Linked DNA regions of Mus musculus: regions 1, 3, 4 and 5 are each linked to region 2. The links are chromatin contacts, called in public Hi-C and promoter capture Hi-C maps. All regions are on one chromosome and are shown on one strand. Each heading gives the region's core, a stretch centred on a gene start, on an enhancer-like site or on the middle of the called end of the contact. The rest is flanking DNA. Distances are from core to core; before and after follow the strand shown.

What was found. Promoter capture Hi-C pulls out the DNA fragments that hold promoters and counts their contacts. Hi-C and Micro-C count contacts between places; a contact is called where the count stands out from the background.
Region 1: a contact with region 2 is called in a Hi-C map of B cells, with 5 read pairs. The contact joins the promoter of Glyr1 here to the promoter of Carhsp1 in region 2. A contact is called at or near these places in 1 of 39 promoter capture datasets (cranial neural crest) and 1 of 484 Hi-C or Micro-C datasets (B cells).
Region 3: a contact with region 2 is called in a promoter capture Hi-C map of the HPC-7 cell line. The contact joins the promoter of Alg1 here to the promoter of Carhsp1 in region 2. A contact is called at or near these places in 2 of 39 promoter capture datasets (the HPC-7 cell line and pre-B cells).
Region 4: a promoter capture Hi-C map of pre-B cells shows a contact between it and region 2. The contact joins the promoter of Eef2kmt here to the promoter of Carhsp1 in region 2. A contact is called at or near these places in 3 of 39 promoter capture datasets (cranial neural crest, frontonasal cranial neural crest and pre-B cells) and 1 of 115 datasets of contacts at active chromatin or transcription factors (astrocytes).
Region 5: a contact with region 2 is called in a promoter capture Hi-C map of pre-B cells. The contact joins the promoter of Zfp263 here to the promoter of Carhsp1 in region 2. A contact is called at or near these places in 1 of 39 promoter capture datasets (pre-B cells) and 1 of 484 Hi-C or Micro-C datasets (B cells).

Annotation. Positions count from the first base shown.
Region 1 is chr16:5,048,647-5,051,885 of GRCm38.p6, forward strand. It overlaps Glyr1 (glyoxylate reductase 1 homolog (Arabidopsis)), which reads right to left and starts at 1,264. Exons shown (of 16, transcript NM_001079814.1): 1 at 1,160-1,264; 2 at 104-140. The coding sequence starts at 1,197. Ubn1 (ubinuclein 1) reads left to right here and starts at 1,411. Exons shown (of 19, transcript NM_026666.4): 1 at 1,411-2,135.
Region 2 is chr16:8,670,203-8,673,549 of GRCm38.p6, forward strand. It overlaps Carhsp1 (calcium regulated heat stable protein 1), which reads right to left and starts at 1,951. Exons shown (of 4, transcript NM_025821.2): 1 at 1,911-1,951.
Region 3 is chr16:5,231,771-5,235,478 of GRCm38.p6, forward strand. Alg1 (asparagine-linked glycosylation 1 (beta-1,4-mannosyltransferase)) reads left to right here and starts at 1,851. Exons shown (of 13, transcript NM_145362.2): 1 at 1,851-2,087; 2 at 3,196-3,273; 3 at 3,393-3,496. The coding sequence starts at 1,880.
Region 4 is chr16:5,253,956-5,257,489 of GRCm38.p6, forward strand. Eef2kmt (eukaryotic elongation factor 2 lysine methyltransferase) reads right to left here and starts at 2,001. Exons shown (of 8, transcript NM_027446.2): 1 at 1,886-2,001. The coding sequence starts at 1,981. Gm15983 (a long non-coding RNA gene) reads left to right here and starts at 2,008. Exons shown (of 3, transcript XR_003951974.1): 1 at 2,008-2,056.
Region 5 is chr16:3,742,677-3,745,931 of GRCm38.p6, forward strand. It overlaps Zfp263 (zinc finger protein 263), which reads left to right and starts at 1,423. Exons shown (of 6, transcript NM_148924.3): 1 at 1,423-2,091; 2 at 3,101-3,255. The coding sequence starts at 1,699.

The DNA.
Region 1 (3,239 bases), core at 14-2,513, 3.6 Mb before region 2:
ATGAGCCCATTTTAAGTCAGTGTTAGAGAATGGAGGAAATTCAACATGTTAACCCTCTCCCTTAGCTTCAACTACCTTCTTTTAAAACCAACAATGCACTCACCTTTCCTGGCCAGGGAGGATACCGGCCCAGTTTCCCCCTAGAGAAAATAATACAAACAGTCAGAACTTGCCCTGGAAAAGCCAGTCCATCTCCTTCAGCCCACTCAACAAGCAATCTATGCTTCTAACTCTAGGCTGAACAAAAGGGCCAGAACAAAAGCAGGCAAACCAGATGGGTCTTTCACAGCTGGGCTCAGGGCCCTCACATATTACATACAAAACTGTATATATATATATATGTGTGTGTGTGTGTGTGTGTGTGTGTGTGTGCCTGAGATCTGTGCACTCTTCCCGAGAAGGAACATAGAAAAACAAAACCATCAGGACGTCACTGGTCTGGTACCTCCCTGGGAGAGTGTTGGAAACTTCTCTCTGTAAACACAGACTTCCCTAAGACTGATTTAATTCACCCCATGATCGGCTTTCCTTTGACAAATGATCATGGAAACCTTCCTCTAGGTAGGGAAACTACGCAGTTCCAAGGAGACAATGGTCACTCTTGGTTTTGGCTGTTGCAGGGGACACAAGGAACAGAACGAGAGGCACTGGATCACCGCCTAGCCATCATTTGCAAAGGAGAAGTCACCCTCCCCTCGGTTTCTTCATGGGGCAGCGCCGGGCAGTCGGATTTCGCCACCTGGAACCAAGCCTCGAGCCCACGTCTGTCCCAACCGAACGCGGGTATGGACGGCTCTGTCTCTAGCAAGGTATCCTCTCCTGCTTTGAGAGGAGGTCCGGAGAGACCCTGGGACTCCACGCCACGCCAGAGTTCTCTGCAGTGGCAGCTGGAGCCAGAGTTCTAGAGCCGTAACCCTCCCCTGGGATGGCCTCAGGGTTCAGAGCAGGGACCGCCGCGGCCCCTCTCGGCCTCGGTCCCCCGGGGACCGGACAGCCTCTTCCGCTCAAGCGTCGTTCACACCGCGGCGGCACCTCCTCTTCCCCACTCTCCGCCGTCCGGAGTGCATAATAAAACTACTCCTGGGCCAGCTGGCAACCCTGCGACCAGGAAAAGCAGCTTCGCGCCGTCTTTCGTTCAGCGCTGGTCGCCAGGACTCACCACACCAAGTCGCCGAGCCGCAGACTCACAGCCGCCATCTTACCACCCAACCACCGCCGCCGCACGGGCAGCCGGGAACTTCAGGTCGCCGCGGCACCGCCCATTGGAGTTGGCCTGACCACGTGACGGGTGTTTGCTGTCATCCGCCTAGCGGATGCGCTGACGTCACCGCGCCGCGGCCGTCCATTGGACTGCTTGGAGGCACGTGACTTGAGCGCCGCGCTCTCAGCGCGTCGAAGCCCAGAGACTCCAAGCTCCCGCCTCCCCCCTCCCCTCCGGCTCGTGACAACGAAGCATCCGCGGTCCAAAGCAGCGGCGGCGGAGGCGGCGCGGCCGGACTAGCGCGAAAGGGAGCCGACTGTGCTGCCCGCTCGCTTCCGGGACTCTAGACTCATTTCCAGTCTTTCCCGCTGCTTCCGTTACGGCTGTTAGGCAGGCGCGGGCCCCGGGCCGTTGCCGAGCCTGAGGTCCCGGGCGGATAGGTGTTGGAGTCCGGTTGCTGCCCTGACTGACCCTGGCGCGGCCTGGAAGCCAGTCTCGGTCCCAGCCCGGGGCAGAAGAGGCCCCGGTTGCCCGCGAGCCCGCGCTCGGGGCGGGAGCTCCAGACTGCTGAGGAGCGCCCAGCTCGACAGTCGGCTTCCGGAGCGGCGTCCCCGCCAAGCGTCCTCGGCGTCGCCCGACTTGTTTTCTTGGACGTGGACTTGGCATATCTCGGCTCCCCCCGCTGGCTGACAAGAGAAAGCGGCAGTTTGTCGAGAGGCTTCCTTCCCGCGGGCTGGGGAGCCGGCCATGGGCCGCGGCGCGGGCCCTCCGCGCGCCCGCCTGCAGCGCTCGGGAGCGGGCCGCTGAGCCGCGCCGCAACCCGAGGGTCCCGGGCCGGCATGAGGACCACCACGGGGGGACGTCTACGGCCCGCGTCGGCTCTGGGGACAACGGTGAGCGCCGCGGTCTGGTCCAGCCTCCCGCGTTAGCCTTCGTAAGTAGTGTGACACTTTGCAAGAAGTTTTGACAGCTGGAAGACAGGTGACAGTAATGGGAACTGGTACCTGCCGAGGGGCAGGGCGGCTGCCCTAAGTTCCGTAGACCGAGTTGAAGCTCGACTTTGAGCAAGAAAAGTCTCACACCCAAGAAAAGGCGGCAGGAGTCTGTGTCAGGGTGGACTTAACTTACAGCTGTACTTTCTGAAGTCAACGCCTGCTCGGAAGGTGACGGGTTCACGCCCCTTTCCCCAAAGCAGTGTCCTTGTAGAGGCTTTGGTTGTCAATTGCTCTGAGAGATGGTGTGGTGGAGAAGCTGGGTGGTTGACCCCAGCTTGTTTTTTCTTTGGAAGAAGTACCACATTTTTCAAGGACTGTCATTTACATTGTGTGTTAATTAAACACGAACTGACCATTTAAAGTGTATTTAAGATTTCATAAAATTTGACAAATGTTCTTAATTTAGAAATTAGAGTTTTCCAGGAATTTAAGAATATTGTAATGACTTGTCTTTAAATGTAAATCTTTACAACTAAATTTAGAAACAATCCCATCAAAGTCAGGAATAGAACAAAGGATACATTGTCTAATGTCCTGTAATTCTAGTTAATGAAATAAGACAGGAGCCGAGTAGTGGTGGCACATGCACTCAGGAGGCAGAGGAAGGTGGATTTCTGAGTTCGAGGCCAGCCTGGTCTACAGAGTGAGGTTCCAGGACAGCCAGGGCTACACAGAGGAACCCTGTCTCAAGCAAACAAACAAACAAAAGAATGAAAGAAGACAGGAAACAAAAATAAATATAAAATAACCTGTCATTTTTGTAGGACTTTGCCTTTCAAAATAAAAAGGGAAAGCCATTAAATAGGGAAAGAAATTAATGAAAAAATTAGCATACAAGTTTTTCTGTTTTTTTTTTGGTAGTCAGTTCAAAAGTAAATTAGTTAAAAAGAATGTATTTATGATAACAAAAACATAAAACAGTCCCTAGGAATACCTGGAAATAGGCTTTTGCATAATATGTTTTTTGTTTTGTTTTGTTTTGTTTTGTTTTTCAAGACTTTCTGTGTGTAGCCCTGGCTGTCTTGGAGCTCCTTGTGGATCAG
Region 2 (3,347 bases), core at 701-3,200:
TACAGGATTAGGAGACAACCCGTCCCTCCAACAGCCCAGCTGGGACGCCCCCTCCCCTGCCTCCCTCCCCTCAACTGCCAGGAAGCTAGAAGCTCCAGATTAGAGTCCAGAAACCCAAAGCAGTCCCTTCCAATAACGTCATCCCACGGGGCAGGCCAAGGAGACCTCTTGGCCTCCTAGCCCTGAATTGCCTCACCCCACCCCCAGTTCTGCTCACCTTCCAGCCTGATTGTTTCCATCTTCTCCTAGACCCACTAATTCCCTGCCTCAGTTTGACAAGGACCTTGCAAATCCCAGTAGCTCAAAGCTATAGAGGCAGTCCCAGCCACACTGCAGAGCAGAAGGTGGGCTTAACAATAGTGGCCCTAAGGTGTGCACAGTCACACTAGGAGAACCCTCCCCTCCCACAGCTGCCAGATATGAGGCACAAAGTCTTCCCCTTGCATTCGCAGGACTAAGAAAGCCAGCTCCCCCAACCCTAGGCTGGGCTGAAGTCAGCTTACTCTGACCCCAATTCAGCTCATGGTCACCCTGGAGGGTGAGGTGATGCAAGGGCACAGAGTGGCAACCAGGCTGTCGTCACCCAAGAGGCGATGATAGGGGGGAGGGAGGCCAAACTCTGAGGAGACCCCTGTCCCAGACCAGGGAATGGCTGAGCTGAGGCTTAAGGATCACTTAGGGACACAATGAACAGTCAGAGTCACAAAGCCGCTAGAGAAGGCCCTGTGGGAAAGTTCGAGCCTAATAGGACAAAGAACAGGAACATGGGACACAGATTGTAATTCGAGTTTTTAAGTGGTTTGAAGGATCTTGCTGTGGACAGTTCCTCTGTCTTAGTCTCCCCAGTGCTGTGAAGGAGAAGGAAGTTATTTACCGCAGCTGGCCTTGAACTAATTATGGAGCCACGATTGAACCTGAATCCTGAATCCTTTTTACCTCCCCAGTGCTGGGACTGCAGGCATAACCCACCACTACTGGTTTAATGACCAATTATTTTTCATTCTCTCCCTCTGGCTTCAGCTTGGAGAGAGAACATACTAAAAGCACCAAGAAGTAACAGTATGGTCAAGAGGGGAAGGTTTTTAAAAAGCCCCTATTTCTCCAGACACTTAGGCTAGCCAGCTCCCTCTATTCCAATCGGCGGGGAAGGGTGGGGGGGTCTCCTATTTTGCAAAGGGGCACCTCCATCTCTCAGAATCCAGGCCCTGAAGGAGAAGTGGGAATCTACAGCTGACCCTGCACAGACCTAAACTGCAACCTCAGAAAACTGTGAGCTCAGAGCCTGGTTTTTTTAAACAAAAAGCAAAACCCAACCTTGCATTTCCGGCCTGTAAACAGGACCGCCAGTCCCGGTGAAGTTTTCCTCTGTGCCCTAAGGCCCCCATCCTGGCGCAAACACCAAGCGAGCGCGCCCTGCCGCTCCTCCTCCCTACAGGCAGCCAACCGCGAGGGGTCAGGGCGGTTCCCCCTCTCCGGGCCTGGCTACTGTCCCGCCGCCCAGCATGCAGCTGGCGAGGCCCGGCCGTCGAGGACAGCTCCGCCTTCCTCTAGCCGCGAGTCTCCAGCACCTCCAGCCCGCCAGAAAACGCAGAGGGCGCGCCTCCTACGCTCAAAAAACAGGTGGCCCAGAGAGAAGTACTAACCGAAGTCAGACAAGTATCGGTGTTGTGGCCACACCCACCCGTCTCCCCTTGGGGACGGTGAGTAACCCGCGCTCCCCAAACTAGCCCGGGCGACTGGAGCACGTCCCGGAGGTGGGGGTGGGGGGGCACCCATCACGGAGCTGGAGAACGAGAAGGCCCCACAGAGGGGAAGCAAAGTGCAGAGCAGGCCTCGGCCCCGTCCCCGCGGCTCCAGAGATCCCGCGCACCATCACGCCCATCCCTAGGGTCCCAGGACCAGCCACTTACCTGGCGACACGTCCTACTCCTCCAGCTGCTGCTCTTCGACTGCAAGAAAAGATCGGGGACTTGGGGCGTGGCCGCGGGGCAGGGCGGAGTGTGAGACCACGCCCCTTGGAGCTCCGGGCCAATGGACGCGCGGCCCGGACCTTGGACTGGTCGGGGAGGAGGAGCGCGGCACAGCTGCTGCCGCAGGACCTTTGTGTTGATGCCCCGCGGGCGGGAGCCGGGGACTCGGCAGCGGCTGGAGGTGTTCTCCCCGCCACTCGCGGGTCTGCGGGCGCCCAGTGCCGGCCCGGTGCCCGGGAAAGTGGCACAATCGGGTCTCGGCGTGCTGTGCCTGCCACTCCCCAGCACAAGTCCGGCCCCAACCTGCCCTTGACTCGAGATAAGCGGGCGCCTTTTTTTTTTTTTTTTTCAAGAATTAAGAGATAGAAGGAAGGCGAGAGACAGAAAGGGAAATATAAAAATGAGAGGAGGGAGGAGTTGTTTTGTTCGTTTTCTATTGTCTAATTGATTTATTCTTCGTGGGCTGATTTTGAGACAGGATAGCCTCAGACTCCCTAATGGATTTGAGATGGGTGTGGGCACCAACCCCATGTTTTTTCAATTTTTATTTCTACTGAATCCCTGAAGCTTTATGTACTGGCTGGTTTTGTGTGTCAACTTGACACAAGTTAGAGTCATCCGAGAAAAAGGAGCCTCAGTTGAGGAAATGCCTCCATGAGATCCAACTATAGGACATTTTCTCAATTAGTGATCAATGAAGAAAGAGCCCAGCTGGTTGTTGGTGGAGCCATCCCTGGGCTAGTGGTCCTGGGTTCTATAAGAAAGCAGGCTGTGTAAGTCATGAGGAGCAAGCCAGTAAGCAGCTGTCCTCCATGGCCTCTGTATCAGCTCCTGCCCAGTTCCTGTCTTAACTTCCTTCAATAATTAACAGAAACATGGAAGTGTAAGCCAAATAAACCTCTTTCTCCCCAGTTTGCTTTTTGATCAATGGTGTTTTCATGGCAGCAATAGAAACCCTTAAGATACTTTATCTGTGGAAGTAAATGGTGTTTCTTCCAATTTTCAGAAAAGGAAACTGAGGCACAGAGACATGCTGTGATCTATCTCCATGGCCAACAAAGAGAGCAAGCCCTCAGCGTGACCCCCCCCCCAGGGTCAAATTCATATTTCCTAGGTGTGGGAAAGAGGTTCCCTGTAGGTGTGGTAGGCAGCAGCCCCCAGTCTTCCAAGAGATAGCTCATCCCTACTGAGACCCTCTAGACCTACCCCCAGGGCATGCTGAACCATCAAAATCAAGAAAGCCAACTCCTCAGGCAAAGAGAAGGGCTCCCTCGGCTCTCTGGCAGGGGGACTAGAAAATGGTACAGTCACCATTCAGGAAGGAAAAAAAAAAAAAAAGACAGATGCCCAGGCACGTGCCCACGAGGAGACTGAAGT
Region 3 (3,708 bases), core at 601-3,100, 3.4 Mb before region 2:
AAGATGGCCTAGTCGGCCATCATTGGGAAGAGAGGTCCTTTGGTCTTGCAAACTTTATATGCCCCAGTACAGGGGACTACCAGGGCCAAGAAGTGGGAGTGGGTGGGTAGGGGAGCAGGACTGGGGAGGGTACAGGGAACTTTCGGGATAGCATTTGAAATGTAAATAAAGAAAATATCTAATAAAAAAAATTCCTGCCTGAACTTACTTCCTTGTCATGGCCTAATGTCAGATTCCTGCCCCAAGCCCATTTCCTTGTCCTTGGCCAATGTCAGATTCCTGCCATGCAGCCCCCAAAGCTCCCCACACAGCAGTACTTTTCTAGCTGGCAAAGTCAGGAACTCTAGAGTTCATGCCACTATCATTATCTTATGCATCTCTTTCTTTCTCCCTTTATTGCCCATACTTAAAAAGTTCTCCCTTCCTTCCTTCCTTCCTTCCTTCCTTCCTTCCTTCCTTCCTTCCTTCCTTCTTCCCTCCCTCCCTCCCTTCCTCCCTCCCTTCCTTCTTTCCCTTCCTTTCTTTCTCTATAACCCATTGTCTATTCGTCTCTCCCTAAACTTGAGTCTCCTTTTTCTCCTTATAAGCTGAAAGCCAACAAGCTTTAGTGAGCTTTCTGTTTCTGCCCCTCACAGCTGAGATTATAGGTTTTGTGGTGACATCCAGCTTGTTACATGGGTGTCAGGATTTGAACTCCTGTCATGATTGCAAGTAAGAGCTCTTAACTGCTGAGTCATTTATCCAGCCCCTTATTTTTTTGAGTTCTTGTCATAAGCTGCCCAGGCAGGTCTTGAACTCTCTATGGAGTCGAGGATGACCTTGGCTTCTCCTCCACAGTGCCAGAATTACAGGCTATACTATGCCTGCTTCCTCTCTTTTGTATTTGAATTGTTGTATTCAATGTGCATGCATCTTAACAAATGAAGAGATAAACATTTTGCTTAATAAATTTTCTCACTGGAAGGCACCTCTGCTAAAGAGCCAGAGGCCCTATGGTCTCTTGCCTTCTACCAACAAAGATCGGTTTCCATGTGTAGCCATGATCTTGTTTATACATTCACTTCTCAGGGAATGGCCTCTTTCCTCAACAAAACTAGGAAATTCATCCAAATTGTTTTTATTTATTTAGTGTACAAGGGAGGTGCTGTGTGTGTCACAGCAGGAGCGTGGAAGTCAGAGGATGTAGAGAGTTGATTCTCTCCTTCCTGAGATGGTACCCTACTTTAGCATCAAACACCTTTACCTGAAGAAAACTCATCAGCCTCTCATCTAAAATTTAATCTCTCTTGTTAGATTATTAAAGGCAGCTACTGAGAGAGTAGATAAAAGAGGCTGGGTCTGATCATAGCCGAGACAAGTTCATGTACGGTGAGGGTACATTTTTGTGTAGATGGCTAAGATACTCACAGAAGATGAGATATGGCCTCCTATAGGGGTAGAAATGACTTCACAGTCCGTAAGGGAAGCTGAGAAGTGTACTCTAGCAGCAGGTAATCATTATCATCATTATTATAGTTTGAAATTTATCTTAGCGGTCTTTAAAAGAAGTTCTTAGACTCCAATAAAGGTACAGCTTTACTTTCACAGGGGAAAACACACTTCAGAGAACTTGGCATGGCTAAGTCCATTCTTGGGCTCCTTAAGTAACTCTTCAAAGGCCTCCTACCCTTTCCAGGCCCCGCCCCCCCGTTCAGAGCCCGCCCCCATCTTCCAAATTCTCTTTCCTTTTCTCCCAGACCTCGCCTTATCCAAGGCTCCGCCTCCTCCTTCGTAAAGAGGCGATTTCATAATCACCTCCCCCTGGGCAGGGTCTGGGGTGTGCGCTTGCGCATAGCGAGGCTTCCGGGCCCGGTCACGTGCTCGGCGCCGGCCGGCCAAGATGGCAGCGTCCTGCGTGGCGCTGCTGGTTCTGGCGCTGCTGTTGCTGGTGCTGCTGCTGGGCTTGTGGAAGCGTGGGCGGCAAACGGGCAGGGCCCGGCACATGGTCGTCGTGGTGCTGGGCGACGTGGGCCGCAGCCCCCGCATGCAGTACCACGCGCTGTCATTGGCCCAGAGCGGCTTTTCGGTGACGCTGCTGGGGTTCTACAGTGAGTGGCGGGGACCTGAGAGGGAGGCTCAATCAGGAGCCTTGACTCTCCCTGTTTTGGGACAGAGGCGGGAGCAGCTGTGCTCCTCTCCTGCCTGTTCTGGTCTGGACCGCTGTTTTCTGGTGTCTGGGAGCAGCGGGCGTCAGTCGCCGTTTACCATACGTGAGGACTACAAATAGATCGGTTGCAAAAGTGTCTGTCACTTGCTTTGTTTAGGTAGTGCACAGACAGGCTGCAACCCTGGTGTGTGAGACCTTAGTGCTGGTCACCACTTCCTCATGCTGCCTTTGTCACTGAGTTGGCAGGCTGAATGTTTCTTCACATCCCTTGTCCAGCCGCAGAGCTTTTCTTGCTGTGGATGGTTCTCTTGTCCCCTAAGGTGTAGGCAGAGGTGTCCACTCCCTCATCATGTCCACGTGGATGATTTTTCAGGGGTTCACTCTTACTATGCAGCCTCTAGCTGGTTTGGATCTCACTATGTAGGCCAGAGTGTCCTTGAACTCACAGAGATCCACTTGCTACTGCCTTTAGAGTGTTGGGATTAAAGGCATGCACTTTAGTAGCCCCTCAGGTATCCAACCTTTTGACACAGTCATATGAAATCTGCTAGCATGTTGGGGACATTCATAACTATCCTCGAACACGTGCTGGGCACCTCAAATTGGATCTGCGAACTTGGGGGTGGCCCAGCTCTATCTAAGGGAAAGTGGAAATAGCCCTTATTGGTCCCCGTGTGGAGTGCTATCCTAGGGCAGACTGCCATCCAGGAGTTCTACTCTTTATCAGTTAAATTGGGTCCCTATTGCATGCCAGTCATCAGGTTAAATTAAGTAGGTATGATGAATGCCCTTCGAGGGTATTCTATAGAAGAACACAAAGTGACCTCATTTTCTATTCTGGGTACTGGGGACCTGTGAGGTTTTGATAGGTGTTATTTTCCTTCCACCTTGTTTACTTGAGATGGGCATGCTTTGTAGCACATGCTGGCTTTGAACACTTTATCCTGCCTTATCCTTCCAAGTACTGGAATTACAGATGTGAAGGAACACACCCAGCTGACTGTAACTGGCTATTTCTGATACCTGAAAGGGCTCATTTGCATTTGCAGACTCCAAACCTCGAGATGAACTCTTGCAGAATGATAGGATTCGGATTGTGAAGTTGACAGATCTGCGGGGCCTGGGAGGTAGGACCAGTCAACTCCAGGTTCTTGACTAGGGGTAGGGATGGTTGCGTATTGGGAAGATGAAGGGACTCTCAGTGCCAAGAGCTCTTTTGTAGAGACAGATGTTTTCTGACTTGCAGCTGGGCCCCGAATTCTCCAGTATGGAGTCAAGGTTGTATTTCAGGCAGTGTACTTGCTGTGGAAGATGATGCGCATGGACCCTGCAGCCTACATCTTCCTCCAGGTATGTGCCAGCTGCTCTTTCCTTCTGTGAGAATCACCATTATCATAGCAGGTCTCTTGCTGGTCTTTTAAACATGCACACATCGGGTTGTGGGTGTGGCTCAGTGAGGTCTTGGATTTGATTTCCAGCCCACATACAAAATGAACAAATTATTAAATGTATTTAATACTTCTGTGTGCATAGCCTATAAAAACATGGGGAGGGCTGCTGCA
Region 4 (3,534 bases), core at 751-3,250, 3.4 Mb before region 2:
CAGTAAATACTTACTGACCCAGTAACTGCTAGGAGGCACTCAGTGCACTTCCACAGTCAGGTGGAAGTCAGGGTTTGTACCCACGTACTCCCACAAAGTGAGATACAGGAGGGGCTGCCAACAGTATACAGGAGCAACAGTAATCAGGCGGTTAAGTCCACAATTCGTGTTCATGATAGTCTTTAGGTTCTTGGTAGAAGCGCTCTTATGTTCATTCTCCTATACATAAGCTACAGTTTGGGGGATGGGGCAGTATGACTCCCTAATTTGGAGCTGTGGGACTCTCCCTTTCTACCTTGGTTGCCTTCAGCAAAAGGATTGTCAGTCTGACAGCTTATACCAGCCTTGGCTGCCTGAACACTCCATAAACACCCTTAGACAACCAGACCTGATTGTCATGACTGCTGAAGCTGCGGGCTCAGCCGGGGCTGTTTGAAACTTTTTGCTGTTACAAACCTGGGTGTACAGTGTATTGCTCTGCACTCATTTCCTGTGGGACAGAGGGGAGCACGCCCCCTAGTGGCGTAGCGGAAGGATGGCTGGGATGGAACAAGAGGCAAAGCCGTGATTGGTTCAGACACCTACACAGCCTGCTGCTGTGGTCAAAGAGGGAGTAGACTGTAAGGAACCCTCCCGCGCTACCTCCTGGGAAGAGTCTCTTGCCTACTTTAGTAGTGCGGGCTGCGGGGGTAACAAGGAGAAAGCAGACCCAGTCAAGGCTCAACAGTGGACGGCAGAATTGTAAAAGCAGACAGGCTGGCCATGGTCAAGAGCTAATGAATCCGCACTTCCAAGACCTGCACAAGAGCTGTATGTTTCTAAGGGCTGCTGCCAAGGGCTGAAGAAATCCAATACCTTGGCCTGCTGGGAAGCTCGCAGCCAAAAATGTCCTAAGAACTCCCGGAGGGCCAAGGGCCCTACACTCAAGAAACCTGCAATTACTGGTCTTGTCTGCCTACAGCCGGCACAGAAAAACACAGTCAGCAGAGATCAGCACTCCCAGAACTTTTTGTCTATCTATGATTTCTAGCTGGGCAAAGGAAAAGAAGTCCAGCTGTTTAGTAGCAAGAGGCTGCTATCATTGTATCCTTTACTGTATTAATTAGAAATGATGGCACAGAGATGTAGCCTCTTGTAAAGTCCCACAGCACACAGGGGGTTGAATTAGAACTATAAGCAGGAAGCTGGCCTCCCCGGCCAGAGCTCTGATTCTTTCCTTCTTAAACTCCTGGTCAAATGGAGTGACCACAGACGCCAGTGCTGTGCACTGTGGGTGACCCTGAGCAAGTACTTAGCACAGCACATGAACTATTATTACAGTTGACATTGAATAAGGACTTATATGTTATTCGGGTTTCGTTTTGCGTTAAGACCAGAGATATTTTATGTCGATGAAATAATACAACTACCCAAACCACCCAACGAAACCGGGTAGACTCTGGAGGAATACAAATCTATAGTAACTCATGCCGGTGAGCTCACCGCACAAGAGTTAACAGCGAGGCACGCTCTAAAGGATCCTCGCGTCCGAGCTGCAGGTCCCCAGGCCACAGGGAAGCACCATTTTCAGTCCGAACTCCCTCTGAGACGGTTCTGCCTGAAGCCTGCCCTTCGGATGGGGACCTGGCCTCCTTTTCAGGAGAGCGCGGCTCTTGCCATTTGAAGACGTTTAGTTTTTCAAAGTTGTTTTGCAGTCGCCAAGATGACCGATTACTGGCTTAAAAGTTGCTAAAATAATCCAGCCCGGTTCGTGACCCTGTAAACCCTGCCGGGGAAGGGCCCGCCTGCCTCCCCCAGTCCAGCGGTGAGCAAAGGCGGCCCGAGACTCCCGGCCCCGCCGCCCGTGGTGCTCGACCCTGATACCCGCCGCACGCCCGCCGCCCACCTGCCAGGGAAAGGAGGGCAGCGCGCGAGCCGCCAGGAAGCGGCGCTCGAAACTCTGCAGCAGAGACGTGGCCCCCTCGTGGTCCTCAGGCGCCATCGCGGGGCAGGGCCAGGGTTGCCTGGAAACGGGCGGAAGCGAGGCCTGAGACGGAGGAGGCGTGGCAACTAGGAGGTAAGATGTGGGCGGGGGCTAGTCTATGTTCCGGCCCAGGAGGCGGGGCAAGATGGTGCCCGCGGGGCGGGGAGTACGGTGGGGCAGGGTTAGAGGCGGACCGGGCCGGGTTGGGCCTGACTGGGGAGCGTTTTAAACAGTTCCTGGAGCTGGAGCTGGCAACTTGGAGGCGAAGCCTAGACTGGCTTGGGGGCGGGGCTCAGAGGGCGGTCCTTGGCAGGAACTGGGGGTTGGAAGGTGGGCCCGAGCGGGAATGGGGGTGGGGCTGAGATTGAGGTTGAGCAACTCTTAGCCGGTTGTCTTTGGGTGGTCTGGGGCGAGCTCAGATCAGCCGGGGGCGAGGCTAGGGTGGGTCTGCCCTCGAAGTAGCCGAGGAAGATTTTTGGAGGGGTCTAACCCCACCTGGGTGTTAGGAAGTGATACCTGGGATCCTTCAGCCTACCTGCGCACGCACACGCGCGAGTGCGCGCGTGTACACACACACATCCACGAAGCCAGGTCAGCATAGGGGACCAAGGAGTTGGTCTTTATTCCCTGAACTGGGTTCATTTAAATAAAATGAACTGAGATTGTTTCTGTGGGGTTTCATCTTTTAATTTCTTTACGTTATTTGTGTATATGTGTTCACACACACACACACATATAACAGTAACAGTATCTGCTCTGAAAATTAGTGCACAGAATTGCAGAGGCTTCCAGCAGGAGTTTTGTTTCATCTTGCAAGGAATAGAATCTGAACTAAGAGTGGGAGTTAGCTGCAGTGGGTGGCAGAGTATTCTGTTCAAAGTCCCTAGAGTTGAAAGGCAGGACACTGGCAAGCCACCCCTGTTGTCCTCCAAGTGTGCACTGTCATTCAAGGTGTAACAGTTCAGTTTAGCAAATGTCTCAAAATCTCCATTTGGAAGCTTCTAGAGCTAGCTTGTTAAATATACTTGCAGAATGTTGATGAAGGGGACAGATTGTATCCCATTACCTCCTTTAGACAAGAAATCCTGAGGTTTGTTTTGGAGAACAACAGAAGGGAATTAATTACAGTCAGGTCTGTGACCCTCCAAAAATCCAGGCCAGCATAGGGGACCAAGATGGGATTGGTCTTTTATTCCCTGAGCTGACTTGATTTAAATAAAATGAACTATGATTGTTTCTGTGGGATTTTGCCTTTTAATTTCTTTACATTGATTATTTGTGTATGTGTGTGTTTGTGATCCACCACACATAAATAGAAGTCAGAGGATGGCTTGAAGAAGTTGGTTCTTTCCTTCTACCATGTGGGTTGAACTCAAGCCATTTGGCAAGTGCCTATACCCACTGAGTTATTGAAGTAGCATTATTGGTTTGTTTTACAGTGTCTTGCTATGCAGACCTGGCTAGGTTGGTATTCTCTTTGTAGCCCGTCTTGGCCCGAACCTTGCAGTGATGCTCCTGCCTCAGCCTCCAAAGCACCCAGGCTTCTCGGTGTGTGCCGCCATGCTGGACTA
Region 5 (3,255 bases), core at 173-2,672, 4.9 Mb before region 2:
GTATGAATGCTGAAGCTCTGAAGGGAAAGATACCCTGGCAATCGGGAACCAAAAGTCGTGCCGCACGACAAACCTCATTCAAGAGACTCATTGGGAAGGAAAAATCCAGAACATCATTCTCAGCTCAGGAAAGAAAGCAGGGAACTGAGTGGTAGGCAGGGTTTATACAAGATTTCTTAATCTTCCCACCACAGCTTTCCAGGGTGAGGATTGGTAGAATTTCACTGAGCTTGAAGGAGATCAGAGACTGATGAGTTTGCTCAGGGCTTGAAGGGTTTCTATACCAAGCTCCAGGATTAGTGGGTTTTTCTGTTCAGGGTTGGTGGGATTTATTTATTTTTATCTTTTTGTCTTGTAGGGTGGGGCCAGGCTACTCTTCCTCCTCGGGCCAGGGAATGACAGTAACAGCTATTATTAAACAACTATTAGGGTTAGGGACCATTAAGGAAGTCAGAGGTGGGAGGGACCTGGCTGCTGGAGCTCCTGGTGGCCATTTTCCTGCCTCAAGGTCTTACAAAGTATAAAAAGTTCACAAAGGGAGACCAGAGCAAGGAAGGCTTTCCCTGCCTCTTGAGTTGCAATGAATAGACAACAATGTAAGCATGTGTCCAATAAGTGATTACGGGTTTTCGTGACACACTCCTAGAATCTGCAGACTCCACCACCTGTCTGTGACAGCTGCAGTCTCAGGCCTGGGCTATTCTCTCTTCAAAAAATAAGGAAGTCCGCCTTGGTGTTTCCTTTTCTTCAACCTTCAGGAAAATAGTCAGAGCCGATGATTATGCTAATCCTTAGACCTGCTCTGGGAGATGGCAAGAGCAGTTCATACCCAGAGCGTTCTTCTGGGTCGACCAGCCACCTAAAGATGGAGGACTAGGGACCATCGCTCACAGGGAGGCAAAAGCTCGGGCACGGGTATGTTTATCGTAGCTCGACAATCCATTTAGACCTGCTCAAGCCACAGTGCAGGCGCAATAACAAGGGCGCGCCATGGACTACATTTCCCACCAGCCCCAGGCAGCTCGAGCCCTGGAAGCACAGTCTATTTCCGGTTGTAGGTCTCCGGAGTGTTGGGATCGGCCTTCGGAAAGGTTTTCTTTGTTAAGCTTCTGGGCCCCGACATGACACTCTAGCGCCTCTGGACTCTGGTTCAAGCGTGGCTGAAGAACTTACCTTTTGGCAAACTTTCCTATGCAAATCTGAGCCAGGTTGTCCCCGGGTCACATCCGCCCAGGGATTCCCACCCCTACCGCTTCCCCACCTGGAGGCCCCGCCCATTGCGTAGCCCCGCCCCTCATCCCCATCCGACTTGTTCCCCTCCCGCTCTTTTATGCAAATTTTCCTTGTCCTGGGTGGACCGTGAGTACGTGGTGAGACCCGACCCAATGGGAGACAGCGCAAGGGAAACGTGAACCGGAAGTCCGTCCTGACTAGCGGCCGTTGGCTTATGACGCCTAACTCGCGTGCTGAGGCTTGCGACCCGGGCCCTGCGACTTAAGTTCTGTGCGGGCCTGAGAAGCCGGTCAGGTGGCGACGCTGCAGGCCTGATATTGCTGAGATTGTGACCTGGGTTCCTCCGGCGGGATTTGGAGCCCGGAGTCTCTCGGTTGCTGCAGCCGTGGCCTACTGCTGTACAGAACCCAGGGCGTCTCTCAAGGCGGACGTAGCTGGTGTCGGGACCTAGGCTGGTGTCGGGGCATGACTATGGCTGCGGGCCCAAGCTCGCAGGAGCCAGAAGGGCTCCTCATAGTGAAACTGGAGGAGGACTGTGCCTGGAGCCACGAGGTACCCCCGCCTGAGCCAGAGCCCAGCCCGGAGGCCTCCCATCTGCGATTTCGACGGTTCCGCTTTCAGGACGCCCCGGGTCCCCGGGAGGCCCTTAGCCGGCTTCAGGAGCTTTGCCGCGGGTGGCTGCGGCCGGAGATGCGCACCAAGGAACAGATCCTGGAGCTGTTGGTGCTGGAGCAGTTCTTGACTATCCTTCCCCAGGAGATTCAGAGCAGGGTGCAGGAGCTGCGCCCAGAGAGCGGCGAAGAAGCAGTCACTCTTGTGGAGCGTATGCAGAAAGAACTTGGGAAACTGAGGCAACAGGTGACAGCTGTTTTACCCGTGGTTTGGCCCGGAAGTCATTGTGCTAGCCTCTTCTGTAGTCGAATATACTTGATCGTCCTGAGTACACTTTACAGGAAGGAGAGGGATTTTTTTGTAGCTTATCCTTTCCTTCCAGATTGTTCCCATATGACGACAGTAGGAAGTGAGGAGCACTTCCACCAGTATTTAGTTATGTAGTTAGAAAGCTTCTCACAGGCCTCGTGACTTTGGGCAGACTACTTAATCTGTTTCGTCCTGTTTTTCTGTTGGCTAAAGCACTGTCTGGGAATAATTTTGAGGACTTGGAGAAAAGTATGTCGTTTGGATGACACCTACTGCCACTGCTTTGAGGGGTTTGTTTTGTGACAAAGTCTTACGTAGCTCAAGCTAACTGACTCAGTGTGTAGTTGAGCTTGGCTGCAGAACAGTGGTGGTCCTCCACCTTCAGTCTCCCCAAATTCCGAGTTCTAGGGTTACAGGCAGAGTCTAGATATGTAGCCCAGGCTTAAACTCGAGGCAATCCTCCTGCTTCAGCCTCCCCACTGCTGATTCCCACAGGCATGTGCCACTATCCCAGGCCTATATTTAGTGGATAACACCCAGCATATCTTAGTCAATAGTTTGCAATACAGAACTGGATCTCTGCTAATTGAACTCTGAAAAACAGCTAAGCACCGAGGGGCTATGGTCGCAGCCTGATAAGTTCACCTTATCTAGTAGTGAAACGTGGAAGCATCTAGAACAGGTGAGTGTGATCGAGCAGAAGTGAGGAGTATCAATGGAATATGTTGAGAAAGTGTGCATTGAGAGTGGACCCTCAGTTTTCTTGCTCCATCCCTCCCCCATTTTCTGCTACCACCTAAAAAGCCCTTAGCATAAAACATCTTCTTGGCCAAGACCAAAGGGATAGTCTGTGGTTCTCTGTTGAGGGTGTGTCCTAAGAATCCTGTACTAATTTCCAATTCTGTCAGCCCCGTTGTGATGATGAGTGATGTGGGTTGGTTCCCAGGTCACAAACCAAGGGCGGGGAGCAGAAGTGCTTTTGGAGGAGCCTTTGCCACTGGAAACAGCAGGAGAGTCACCGAGCTTCAAGCTGGAGCCAATGGAGACTGAGCGAAGCCCTGGCCCCAGGCTGCAGGAGCTGCTAGACCCCAGCCCCCAAAG